Linked DNA regions of Gossypium hirsutum: region 1 is linked to region 2. The links are chromatin contacts, called in public Hi-C maps. All regions are on one chromosome and are shown on one strand. The core of a region is the stretch at or near the end of the contact, and the rest is flanking DNA. Distances in the headings are between cores, read along the strand shown. Region 1 holds the start of LOC107949195 (sulfate transporter 1.3). Region 2 has its middle 5.1 kb from the start of LOC107949198.

Region 1 (6,771 bases), core at 3,914-6,413, 61 kb after region 2:
AATTAAAATCGTAAAAGGTTTTACATTTTTAAATGTATATTTCGGTTAAATTCATGAATTTGGAAGACCACTGCTGCCTTACCTGCAAGACTACAAATCTATTCACTGCAATTAAAAAAAGGAAAAAGAAATACCGTGGCGTGCCAGAATCTTTCTTTATATAAAAATCTGAACGTGCATTGGATTCTTAATGGATGTAGCACCCATTTGCGTCTATGTTCACCATTATTGTATGTAGTTGCCCAACTCGTAGAAAACAAAAAGTTCTTGCTTACATCACTAGATGTCAATTGGTAAACAATGATTGGTGTTTTGAGTAAAAGTGATTCCCTATGGTTAAAAGCTAACGAAAAACCAAAAAGCTAAAAAAAGAAAAAAAAAAAAGGAAGGATCCTATAGACAATAACCTTATCCACACCACATTGTACACTTTTTACTATTTGTCCTTTTGGAGTATTATGTCAGCCATTCCCACTTAAAAACACCCTCTATAATTCACCCATTCATTATCAACCTTCATTACAGACCCCCTCCCTCTCTTCCCATACTGGAAATCTACACTGTTCAGACATTTTCCACCGGTTTTGGAGAACATGATGACACTGCATCTGCGACCGTCAAGAAGATCTTGTCGTCTCCGATTAAGTTTGCAAATTTCGATGCCTCGAGCTTGTCCATCACCATGGGTCCAGGATTTGCTAGTATAAGCTATTATGCAACAGTGCAGGAATATCTCAGGTAAACTGGAAAAAGCCTATTACAGTTTGTTGTTTCAAGGAAGTTTTTATAAATTATTTGGGCCCCTTACCTGAATATTCTTTTTCTCAAGACTCCTGTGTAGTTCTTCCAAGGCATGGATGCCACTGGTATCAATGTCGGTAACAGCTGCACAACATACACCTTAGACATTAGGAAATGTGAGCTTAAATTGCAAATGAAAACAATGGTAAAACAACCAGTTAGAGAAGTCTTACGCGACATCTCAACTATCAAAAAATGGATTGTTGGTTGACATGCAGCTTTTACTTTCTCTTCTTCATCCATCAACCATCTCAGTATCCTGCAAGGATGTTAATGACTTTGAGTATCTTCAAATCTTGTTCTTAGGAGATTAGGAGTTCCTTAGAAGGGTGTTATACCTCTCCTTGACATAATTAGAGTTGGAAAAGTAAATAGCAGAATCAACTCTCACAATCAGAACCCCTGGAACTTTAGTTGCTTCTGGATATTGTAGTATATTTCGGTACACATTAGTCCTCGGTACCTTCCCTAGTATCGCCGTTCGAGGTCTAGTAACTTGTAAGAGGATTTTAGCAAAGGATATTATGACCTGCCATGAAGTTTTCAGTGAGAAAACAGATTTTAATCAAACATAAATAGGGTATAGTTCATCTTCAGGAAATTTACATATAGTTGGCATATTCTTAGTTCTTACAGCAATTAGGAGGCCAATCTCGACTGACGCAAATACTACTCCAAGAAAGGCTCCCAAGCATGCAACAAAATCGAATTTATCAATCTTCCATACCAAAATCGCTGCCTTAACATCGATAAGTCCAACCACAGCAGATATAATGATGGCAGCGAGAATAGCATTTGGGGTGTATTTGAACAGAGGTGTTAAGAATTCTAAAGTCAGAAATACAACACAGGACATGATGATATTAGAAACAGCAGTTTCGCAGCCAGACATGAAATTTACTGCTGATCGAGAAAATGACCCTGCAGATGATGAAGGAAATAACATTATTAGTAATAAACCTATAAAATTAAGTGATTTTGTGGGTGCATGTCTATACTTTCAATATATCATATTCATATCTTATTTCTTACCTGTGGCTACATAGCAGGAAGCCAATGAACCGACTACATTCATTGCTCCTAATGCCACCATTTCTTTGTTTCCATCTAGTTGATAGTCTTTCATCGAAGCAAAAGTTCGCCCAATGGCCACAGCTTCCTGTTAAATTAACCCAACAAAGAAGAAAACATGAAAACATGAAAAAGGTCCATTTAGAGGCAGTTAATTAATTTCCTTTGTTGGTGAAGATGGATAGTAAAGAAAAGATAGCGTACCGTCAATGCTATCATACCCGCCACAACACCAATCTTTAAACCTTTAAGAAGATAGTCACCAGTGAAATAAATTTGATTTACCGATGAGGGATTGATTCCTTTCTCAATGTTTTTCACCTGCATATATGAGAAAACATTCATAGAGATTGCAGTATTGTACTTAAAGATTATTATAGGTTAAAGATGCTTACAATCTGGACTCCTTTCTTTTCTGCATGTGTTATATAAACGAAAAAGGTGGAGAGAATAACTGATATCAAAGGAGCTATTGCAGGCACCCAGAAGAACTTCTTGTTCTTTTTCCCCTATTTTTCAAAGCATGTAAAAGTTAGGAAATGCTCACACGCCTGATAAATAGTTTGTAAATAGGAATAATACTTAGAGGCTCTTACAATGTACTTGGTTAACAGCAGGAAGGATAAAAAGCTAACTCCGATGAGTATAGTCTGCCAGTTCCACTGCAGAAGTAGAACCATATAGATTTAGTAACTAGGAAGTAGCAAATGATTAAATTGATATAAGTTCAGAAAGCTTTGTATTTTAGCTTGGGAAGATGGAAGGCTGCTTACTCCATGATGGACACTGCCCCATACAGAGCGCATTACAGAAATAATATCTGTTTTCTTTGTAAATTTTTGTATACCAAGAAGACCTTTAAGCTGTTGGAGGGCGATTGTAATCGCAGCTCCAGCCATAAAACCGATGATGGCAGCATGTGACAAGAAGTCAATCAAGAATCCCAACCTAATTTTTTTTTCAAAACATAGATTAGTGAATGCTAGAAGCAAATACTATTAATTCAGAGAGTAATATAGAACTACCTGAGAAAACCAAGAGTTACTTGAGTGATCCCAGCAAAAAAGGTAGCAGTAAATGCAAGCCGCAGATACTCGGCTTCATTTTGATTAGGGTCAATCTCATTTGAAAGCATTGACCCTAGTAAAAGAGATACCACAGCAACTGGTCCAATCGCGATGTCTCTTGAACTTCCCATGAAGGCATAAATCAATGGTGGAACAAAGCTGGAGTCTGTAATTGTTAAAACAATAATAAAAACCTCAAGACAACTCCGACGAGAAGACTACTTTAACAATGGAAGGTGATGATAAATAACATGAAAACTTACAAAGTCCATACTGTGGAGCCAAGTTTGCTAGCCTTGCATAACCAATGTCCTATTTTCCAAGAAAATACATATGAAAATTATTGGAGGCTCATTAACAATTAACAGTTAACGGCCTCTATGTATGTTTTAGGAGTATAGCAAAATCTACCTGAGGAATGCAGAGACTCGCGATTGTGAGTCCAGCAATGAGATCACCTCTAAATTTTCTCCAGTTGTAACTCCTTCCCCATTCGAAAATCGGGAAGATGGCCTCGATGCCGAGGACAAGCTTTCGAGACCTTGGTTGATCCTTGAAGGGACGCAAAGGATCATCGGCAAATAATGTTTCTTTCACCCTGGCAATGAATTCCCTCAAGAGGTTTTGCTTAGGGGGAATCCCTACCTTGTGAAGATACTGCGAGTGTTGGTGTGAGGCCGACAGGCTTCTAACATCCATCTCTTTGGTTTCAGCTTCAATGTTTGAACAAGAGTTGGGATCCATGTCACTAATCTGTACATGAAAATTAAGTCTTATCAGAAAAAGTGCACTGCTGAATGTTGCTGGGAATTAATAGCAAAATGCATGAATCCACGCAAACCATGAAAAACACCAGACTGATGTATACTTTTTTAGTTTCTTAGCCCTAAAATAGACTAACAGAGCATTGATATTAAAGAACAGAATATCAAAATGTCAAGCCATCCAAAGAAATTGAATATAGTTCATGGCATTAGAACACAATGAAGATGCTTAAACTAAGCAAAGAAAGTGGAGGAATGGTTTAGAGATTGCAAAATCTTGTTGAACTTGGATAAATCCTTGTGATGATCTTGCTTATATAAGTGTTAATAGGATTCCAAGTCAAACTTTACAAGCTAAAAGAGAGAATTAAGCATAAATAATGCATGAATCTAGTGTAAAATTTTAATAAAAACAAAAAAGAGTCTCCTGGTAATAGAATTTACAGAAATACTATCACCAAAATAAATAATTAAACATTCATCTTCACTCACTAAATTATCATATGAATAGCATCAATTTCAATATCCGGATCCTTTTTACATGTTATATAAACAGAAAACAACAAGTGGTACCAAAATAAACAACAAGTAAGCAATTACTTGTAAAAATGTGGTGCTTAGAATAAAATATGCAGTTTGGAAAGCACAAACCAGAAATTTTAAGTCTTTAGCCACCTCTTTCTCTGTGCCTTTTTATGTATATTTCCCTGTTATTAATTATCATGAAAAGCTCATTTGGAAAAAATACAAGCACAAAGAACAAATGATTTGATGCGGTTTCTGTTAATGTTATATGGGAAAAGATGGAAAAAGTTGCAGTCAATCACAAGCAGCCATACATTAAGAAGAGACTTTTCAGTTTTATTTGTATAAAAGTCTTAGTTGATGTATTGTTAAGGGTCCCATTTTGAAAATCCCTCCTAGGGGAACCCAAGGGCACGAATAATTAATTGAAATCTCTTGGCTTGTGGTGCAAAAATGGAAACAAAAACAAACTAGAAAATCTCTCACCAATTTCATGAAATTATAATCACAATTTACAATACCAAGACCACAAATTACTGCTTTATAAACCCAGAAAAGAACCCAGATGGTTCATATAATTAACAAGAAGCATATGAAAGTTCCAAACTAATAGAATCAGAATAAAGGATAAGATAGCAAAGTCTGTGTGTCTCACCTCCTCTCAATACAGAAGCCATTGATAGTGGAAGACCCCACCTTGCCCCACCCCAGTTCCAAAGGACAAGGCTAAAGCTAAAGCTAAAGCTTACTTCAAATGGAATTTGTATATAAACTCCCCTAAAAAGTAATGTATAAAGAAAGGACAATAAATAGTAACATACAGAGAAGGGCAATAAAAAAAGAGAGGAATTTCTATTTCATGGAAATGCCAAAAGGTAGCGTTTAAAATCACTTCAAAAGCTCACCTTTTCGCTTTCCACACTTGATGGTCCTCATATTTCGCCTTGTCACTTTAAATATATATATATATATGATAATTAAACAAACAAACCCTTCGGCAGGAGAAACCATAGATCACCGGGAGAGAACCCAAATATTGTCCAGGTTCATTGAACCCGACATTACTTTCTTGCCATTTTCTCGGATTTTTCATTTCTTTTCTTCCTTTTTCCATAAAAATAGGAATATAGAATAATAAGTTGAAATAAAATATTAACTTTTCGTAAGAGATAAAAATAAGATCTTTTGGGGTTTCTGTTATCTAGTTTTACCTAAATAACACATAATATTTTATCCAGAAATATAAATTTATAATATTTTTACATAGCAAATATTACTCCTCTTTCTCACTTTCGGTCTCCATTTTTCAGACTGTATACCAAAAAGGCAGAATTGCTATCTATCTCTATCTCCAACCTTGATATATATATAACTGTATTTGAAGCAAGGGCCAAAAGCATAAATTATCATTTTTTAAGGAGGATTAAAATAACAATATAATCATTTCAACCAAGGAGGCAAAAGCCCCTCCCCCAGCCTTAAACTTAGTACTTCACAATTGGGTCTCAATTCAATCTAATTTATAATTTTCATTTTCCATAATGTAAGAAAGATGAATAGGTTGAGTCCAAATTTGCAGGCAACCGAACGTGAGGGATTAAAACACCTAAATATAAAAAACTTTGGTTGAATGACGGAAGGGCAAAGGAAAAGTCAGAGATGAAAGCATGGCCACTACTTTAACAACTTCATTTTCTGTCCCTAGTCTAACACTACAAAACATGACAAAAACACGACTTTTTGAAGTTTCCCCTCACAGCCTATGCCAAACCCAATACTAGTTTGAATATGGACGTCTTTAAGGGTGGGTTCCCCTGGGTTTGTTGCGCATGCCATCTACTACCTTTATTACTTTCTCTTGCCCGTACTTTTACTCTCAACATGCACTTTCAAGTCGTCTTAAGATATCTTCTAAATTCATTTATAAAATATTTTATTTATTTTTAAATGTATTGAAAATAGTTTAAATGATTATTTAAGAAGATATAATTTTAATTTACTTTTTTCAATGTAATTTAAAATTAAATTTTATTAACATATAAGAGAATTTTGAAAGCCTTGCCTTAGCGGGGCACACAAGTCCCACATCTTTTATATACATTTATTAAAATGGTGTTTATATAGACTTATTAGAGCCGAAATAAGAAGGATAGGTACGCATGCATGAGGTTACCTATAAATACTACGTATGATTGCAGAGTAAGTCACTCATTCAATCTTGCTTTGTTCTTTCAAAATTCTATCTACCTGAGTATTTAATTGCTTCATTCTTCTTAAATCTTGGGGGAGATATAAATCCACGAAATATCCTTTAAGGATAGGGATATTCACGCCTCGAGCCGCCATTCTAACTTCCTAAACCTCTGATTTCTAACATTTAATCCCTTAATTTGTAAACTTTTTAAATTTGCTCCCTTTTTTTTTGCCATATTAGTTCCCGAATTTGAATTTTTTTTTAATTTGCTCCATGAACTTAGATCCCATTAAGGTTTGATTATGTAGCACTCTAAGATTGTGTCATTTTATCATTTAAAAATTAAATA
Region 2 (6,593 bases), core at 2,804-5,303:
TTGTATTCTTGCTAAAAAAGACAGTTGATTTGTCGAAATTAGAACTTTGCCCTGAACACATTCTGTGCTTTCTAAGAATTTTTTTTAAAACATTAGCTCATCTACTAGTTGGTTCACTAAATAAAATGAAATCATATGCAAATAATAAGTGCGATACCTACGAACCATTCTTATTGGCTTTTACTCCTCTCAATATTCCTGCACTCATTGCAAGACGCATTAAACTAGATAAGCCTTCTGCATATATAAGAAACATAAAATGGCTAAGCGGATCCCTTTGACGCAACCCCCTTGTCGGATGAAAATTCTCCCATTTGAATCCATTTACTATAATCGAATAAGAAACAAAATTTATGCATTCCATAATACTTTCAATCCAATTACAAGTGAAGCCCATTCAAGTCATCATTTCTTTTATAAATTTCCACTCAACTCTATCGTATGCTTTACTCATGTCAAGCTTCACAACCATAAAGCCTTTTTGCCCCATTCTCTTCTATTTCAATGTGTGTAAAATTTCATAGGCAAGAAGAACATTATCCGAAATCAACCTCCTTGGTACAAAAGCACTCTGAGCCACATCAATACATTTATCAATAACTCTTCTGAGCCTGTTGGCAATAGCTTTTGCCATAATTTTATAAATCACATTAAATAGGCTGATTGGTCTGAACTGCTTCATATTAACAGGGTTAGCAACTTTTGGAATGATTACAATGTGTGTAGAGTTTATCTGTTTGAAACCCTTATCCTCTTTCAGGACTTGTAAGTTGAATTTGATTACATCATCTCCAACAATGTGCCAACACTTTTGATAAAATAAAGCCGGTAATTCATCTTCCCCTGGGGCTTTTGTAGGTCCCATCTCAAACACTACTGCTTTAATCTCTTCCTTTGTGTAGAGTGCTGTAAGAAATTGATTATCCTCCTCAGAAATACATCTATCAATTCTCGATAGCAAATGATCACAACTTTCCCTTCTTTCTGTCATAAATAAATTTTGAAAATAGGATCATGCAATGCCTTCTATATCTTGGATGTTCTCCGCTTATCTTCCTTCCTTGTCTTGCAATTTATGAATCAAGTTTTTTTATCTCCGTTGCGTGGCTTGACTATGAAAGAAAGCAGTGTTCCTATCTCCATATTTCAGCCAGTTTATGCGCGCTCTTTGTTCCCAGTAGCATTCATCATTATCTATTTCAATATTTAGTTTAATCTTTGTGTCAATCAACTCAACCAAATTAGGATCATCTTTTTCAGCTGCTAAGAGTTTTGATACCCTATCTGTGAGAAATATCTTTCGCTTCTTCTAATCAACTTGGGTCCGAACATCTTAAACTCCTCAAACCGTGCTTTAGCTTATCTAATTTCTGCATCAAATTACCTGATGATGTCCCCCATATGTTTTTAACCTCTTCCTCGAACGACTCCTCAATTGTCCATCAGGCTTTAAATTTAAAAGCTTTCTCCGTCAGCCCTTGTGCTGCATTCTTTTGTATTAACTAAAAGGGGGCAATGATCAGAGAAAGAATGAGTGAGGTGTTGCATAGTTACCTCAGGAAACATAACCATCCATTCTTTATTTGCAATGCCTCTATCAAGCCTCTCTCGTATATTTGTTTCAGGTAAATTTCCCCTCTCCCATGTAAACCATCTCCTAGAGAACCCCACATCCACTAGGCTGTAATCTGTTAGAACATTGCAGAATAACTCCATTCTTCTTTCATCTCTAGGTACTCTACCATTCTTTTAATATCCGCACAATATTTCATTAAAATCACCACAAACAAACCATGAAAATCTTTCTCCAGAGTATAAATTTCTCAACGCAGCCCAAGAATTATTTCTATCATGTACATATTGGGACCCATAAAAACCAGTAAACCTCTATTTACCTTTTACATCACTGTCATCAATCATCATATCAATATGCCTTTTTGAGTATTGTCGCAACATAACACACACCTTAGATTTCCATGCCAAACATAATCCTCCTCTAGTACCTTCTGGATAAACTTTTATCCCATTAACATACCTCCATTTGATTTTTATATATCTTTGTCTCCATGAAGAAGACCATTTGGGGATTCTGTAACTTCAGCATATACCAAAGTCTCTGAACTGTCTGTGGACTCCCTAATCTATGAACATTCCAGCTTAGCAATTTCATTGCGCCCGGTCGGCTTGCCTCTTGGTAGCCGCCGATACAAAGTTATTAACCTCTAGCAATATCATATTCCTACCTGCCGGAGAATTCTCATTTCCCAAAACTATCGCACTCTCCATCTTCTCTCTAACCCTCTTTTTCCATTCTTCGCCAATCAAAACACCGTCCTCCAGATCATGCTCCTTATCAATTAACGCTTGATCTGACATTAAAATTTTCCCCTTGTGATTTCTGAAATTCTTTCGGCCTTCAAGCTGAAACCCAAGACTGGGTCAAAAGACTTTCCATATCCCGCCATTTTATTTTACCAGTCCACAAATTACTTCTAGTCATAAAAATACCTTTACCATCTCCTTTTAGTTTCCCCTCCCCTTCTTCTTTTATCCACACACTATTCATTGCTGCAGCCCTCCGTGACTGAGCTCGTAATGATAGATCCCAACCCATCTCAGCTACTTCCACCCCTAGTGCCATCTTTGCTTCACAAAAGGAATCATTATGTCCCAATCAACCACAGTAAAAACATAAAAGGGACAACTATTCATACCTGAACCTTACATAGGTACAATTCCCACAGAACAAAATTTGTTTCCTCCTTTTTAACGGTCGTCGCACATTAATCCTAACTCTTACCCGCATATAATTCCTGTTTTCTTTTCCCAGATTCGATCCATCATACTTAATAAATTCACCTACAAAGTTACCCAATTGTACTGCTAAATTTTTTGAAAAAAGGCCAATGGGGACGTCATGTATCTGGACCCAAAAAGACGCTATGAATAATGGGATTTTGAGAGGATCTACTCCCCACTATAACTTATGTAACACTAGCAAATGGTTATTGAATGTCCATGGAGACCCTTTTAACACCCTATCCAAATCTTTTTTTCTCCAAAATCTCGTATATGAACTCCCTTAACTGGGTGCCAAAGATTTGTCATAGTATTTTTCATTGCAGGAAAATGAATAATACTAGCAGTTAGAAAACAACCTAATAACCTGAAGATCTCCTCTCCTCTTTCTGTATTTGGTTCTAATTGGACTTGTAGGATTGCATCTTCTTCTTCATTGAGTGTTAACCCTGCTAATTCGTCTTCCATTGATTTCAGACGTAGCTTCCAATCCAAAGTAACGCTATGCTAGTCAAGAAATCCTGCAATTTAGTGTGGCATCGCCACCACTCCACTTTCAACTATAACAAAAACCAAGAACAAAGACATGCCAGAAAGGGCAGGCTCTCCTGAAAAAATTCTAATCCAACTAAAACGGCTAAAAATTGGGAAGAAAAATTTGATTTGTCATACTCCTATTGAAAAGGGATAGGGATGACATGGAATCACAGTTTCATACAATCCATTTTCCTATACAATAATATTAAAGCTTGACACCCAAATCCAATGGATTATTGTAAATGATAAAACACCTATTTTAAATTGCATAAATAAAAATAAAATTAAATGTAAATTTTTTAATTTTTAATTCTTGAGATTCAAGACAATAATTTGGAATCATCATGGAATGCTTAAAACTTGATTCTTAAACTTAAATTAATTTATTATCTGTTTAAAAGAATTTTAAAATTCTCTTTTATAAATAATCACTTTTTTAAGTGATCCATAACATCTTCTTCTTTTTTTTCTCAAGAATTATATAATAATAAAAGAAATCATAATTACACTCACCATTTAAGTTGAAGAAAACCAAGGCTACGAGACCACCATGAAGTTGTTTTAATGAACAAAATGGATGAAGGTGGGAAAAAGCTGACACTGATGGTGAGAAAAAAGAGCATTGTTTCTTGCTACCAATGATGTATTTGCACTTTGCTGTATGCACCCACCAACCTTTTTATATTTTAAAATTTGTTTTCAGTTTTCATCAACCTCACAAATGGAGCTCAAGTATCAACTTTGAGTGGAATCCATGGAAGAAAGATTTGACAGTTTAACCTTTTATGCAGACATCAATGCATCATCAGTTTGTTTGCTTTTGGTTTCTGTCCATCTCAGTGGGAGACACCAATTATTACTACATCAAGTTTAGCTGTCATCCCACACTTGCCTCTTCTTCCATCTTTCTCTTTCTTTTTTTCTTTCCATTATGGTAAATGATCTTTATCTATGCAGCACTGTAGGACCTGCATTTCTATCATTAATCAAGATATTTCCTTCTTTTTTGGTGGCCAATAATAGTATATAAATATAAAGAAAATAACATAATTCATACATTAAAACTAGTAATAATTGCTCTCTTATATTACTTTGTGACATTTTACATCACTCACCATAACATACAACTTAACTAAAATCAGTAATAATTGCATTTTTATATACTTTTGTGACATTTTACATCACTGACCATAACATCCAACTTAATTATTATTTATTATAGTTGATTGAATCACAAATAATATTATAAGTAAGATGGTGAATTTCATTTCTGCATAGTTCATATCCTATTCTAATAAATCCCAACAATTAACTTTAACTTATGTCATACCAGTTGAAATATGACTATTGATCAGTAAAAAAATGGATTTAAAAGTATAATTCTGCTATTGTTGATTTTGAGGTTATTGAATAATAAATTGTTACACGTAAATGTAAAGATTTTATTTGAATAGTATTTGTGAAATTCATTAAAGCGTATTTTATATAATTGATAAATATTTTATATTTAAAATTTATTTAATATCATTATTTGATATTTGTAAATATTTATATATATATATTAAATATTTTTTTATAAAACGTGAGAAATTTAAAACGATACATCGAAACAGACTGGGTATCAAATGTACCAGTATAAGTAGAAAAATAATATATTTACTATTGACTACCTTAATTATAAAATATTTATATTCAAATATATAATTAAATCAGTTTTGAATTTATTTTTGGACAATACAAAAAATTAATTATTTTTCTTTGAGAAAGATTACATAAGTGAAGAAGACGGAGTCGCTGTGAGTTATTTTGAATGGTGGGTGCCAAACAATAACTTATCATTATTGTAGAAGCCAGTGATTACGCCTTCAGAAATCTGCAACTAGAGAGAGACAGCGTAAACGTAGCTCATAAGGGAAAAAAAAAAACTTTGCTTAGCAATTTCTTTGGCAAATTTATTAAGAAAACAAACAATTTGTAACAAAAATATGGACATCTCAACTTCAACTTACCTGCTCCGTGCCTCAAATGTTGGTTTCTCAAGTATAAGATATGGACCACTTCAATAAATAAAAAATGGGTCCAAAACCCAGAAAGAAACTACTTTGTTCAAAGTATAATAATTATCTAGCAATCATTGTGTACAGCCCAATTTTCAGCCCAATTACAATAATAAACAAACCCAATTTTCAGCCCAATGAACCCTAAAGCCCAAATGGCCCAAAATCTAAAATCGGTTTCAGTAAGATAGAAACCCTAGTGCCCTTGAGCCGCTGCTCCATGTGCGTTTCGGCGCGCACCACGCCCGAGGTCTGCCACCGCCAGCTGCGCCTTGCACCAAAATGGAAGCTTTTCGTCTCCGTTGACTTCATCAGGTCCTGCAAACATCAACAATAGCAAAAAAAATAGCAACAGAGAACAGAAAAACAGCAGTGTAATCGGCTATAAGAGCCGAATCAAACAAATGTAAAAAGGGGGCTTCATCACTGTATTTTGGGGGATTTTCTTTGTAAAAACCCACATCAGAAATCAAAAAGCGGAATAGAAATTTTAAAAGGTTGAATCCTTACTATTTCTTCTTGGTTTTTATTTATTTATTTTATCTTATTTTGTTTTATTTTTTTTCTTTGCAAATCTATTTTAAAGTAATTAAAAAAATCAAAAAAGAGAAAAGAAAAGACTCACCTGAATCGGCCCCTGAAGCCGTCGTCGCCGTCGGCCCTTCGCCGTCGTCGGACGCGAGTTTAGGAAGGGGCAGAGGCTTTCCGTTTCCCCTCGTTTCCCCGTTTCGGAGCCTTGGTCTCTGAACGCGCTCCAAAGCGCTGGTGGGAAACACCCTCGCAGGGCTCCGGCCACCGGGCGGTGGGGAGGCGCTACGACGGCGGGGCTTCTAGCCTTAGAACCCCAGCAGAAAAGGGATTCTCCCTTTTATTTTTATTTTTTTATTTGTGTTCTTTGCAGCAAAATGAAACTGCAGAAAGCAATAAATTTCTTAGCTTTATGTTGATTGAAACGGCGCCGTCTGATGGGGGATCTGCGCATGCTTTGCCCTAATGGGTAATTTACGCATTTAATCCCTCCATCTTGCGTTGAGATGCAATACGACCCTTTATTTCTTTTAGATTTGGGCTGCAAATTTTGATTCCGTTGCAATCAGGTCCTTTGACCATGTATGGTCCTTCGCGTTGAAACGTTGCGCTCTAGGACTAGGGAATATTTCCCTTTTCAGTCCTTCCCTTTTCGCGCGCCTCACATTTTAA

Evidence for each region. A called contact is a pair of places that touch in the nucleus more often than the background predicts.
Region 1: a contact with region 2 is called in a Hi-C map of callus, with 5 times the contacts expected there. The contact joins the promoter of LOC107949195 here to the enhancer-like site in region 2. A contact is called at or near these places in 4 of 34 Hi-C or Micro-C datasets (callus and leaf).

Annotation. Positions count from the first base shown.
Region 1 is chrD06:5,459,005-5,465,775 of Gossypium_hirsutum_v2.1, forward strand. It overlaps LOC107949195 (sulfate transporter 1.3), which reads right to left and starts at 5,164. Exons shown (of 14, transcript XM_016883924.2): 1 at 4,884-5,164; 2 at 3,351-3,692; 3 at 3,203-3,251; 4 at 2,898-3,105; 5 at 2,646-2,820; 6 at 2,469-2,534; 7 at 2,268-2,381; 8 at 2,077-2,193; 9 at 1,834-1,960; 10 at 1,436-1,722; 11 at 1,140-1,330; 12 at 975-1,060; 13 at 809-885; 14 at 253-708. The coding sequence starts at 3,683. The coding sequence ends at 565.
Region 2 is chrD06:5,398,653-5,405,245 of Gossypium_hirsutum_v2.1, forward strand. No RefSeq gene overlaps it. Among protein-coding and RNA genes, the nearest start is that of LOC107949198, 5.1 kb to the left of the region's middle. Within about 2 kb of position 4,054, at least 6 of the 9 cell types and tissues checked have an H3K27ac peak or open chromatin away from gene starts, as enhancers often do.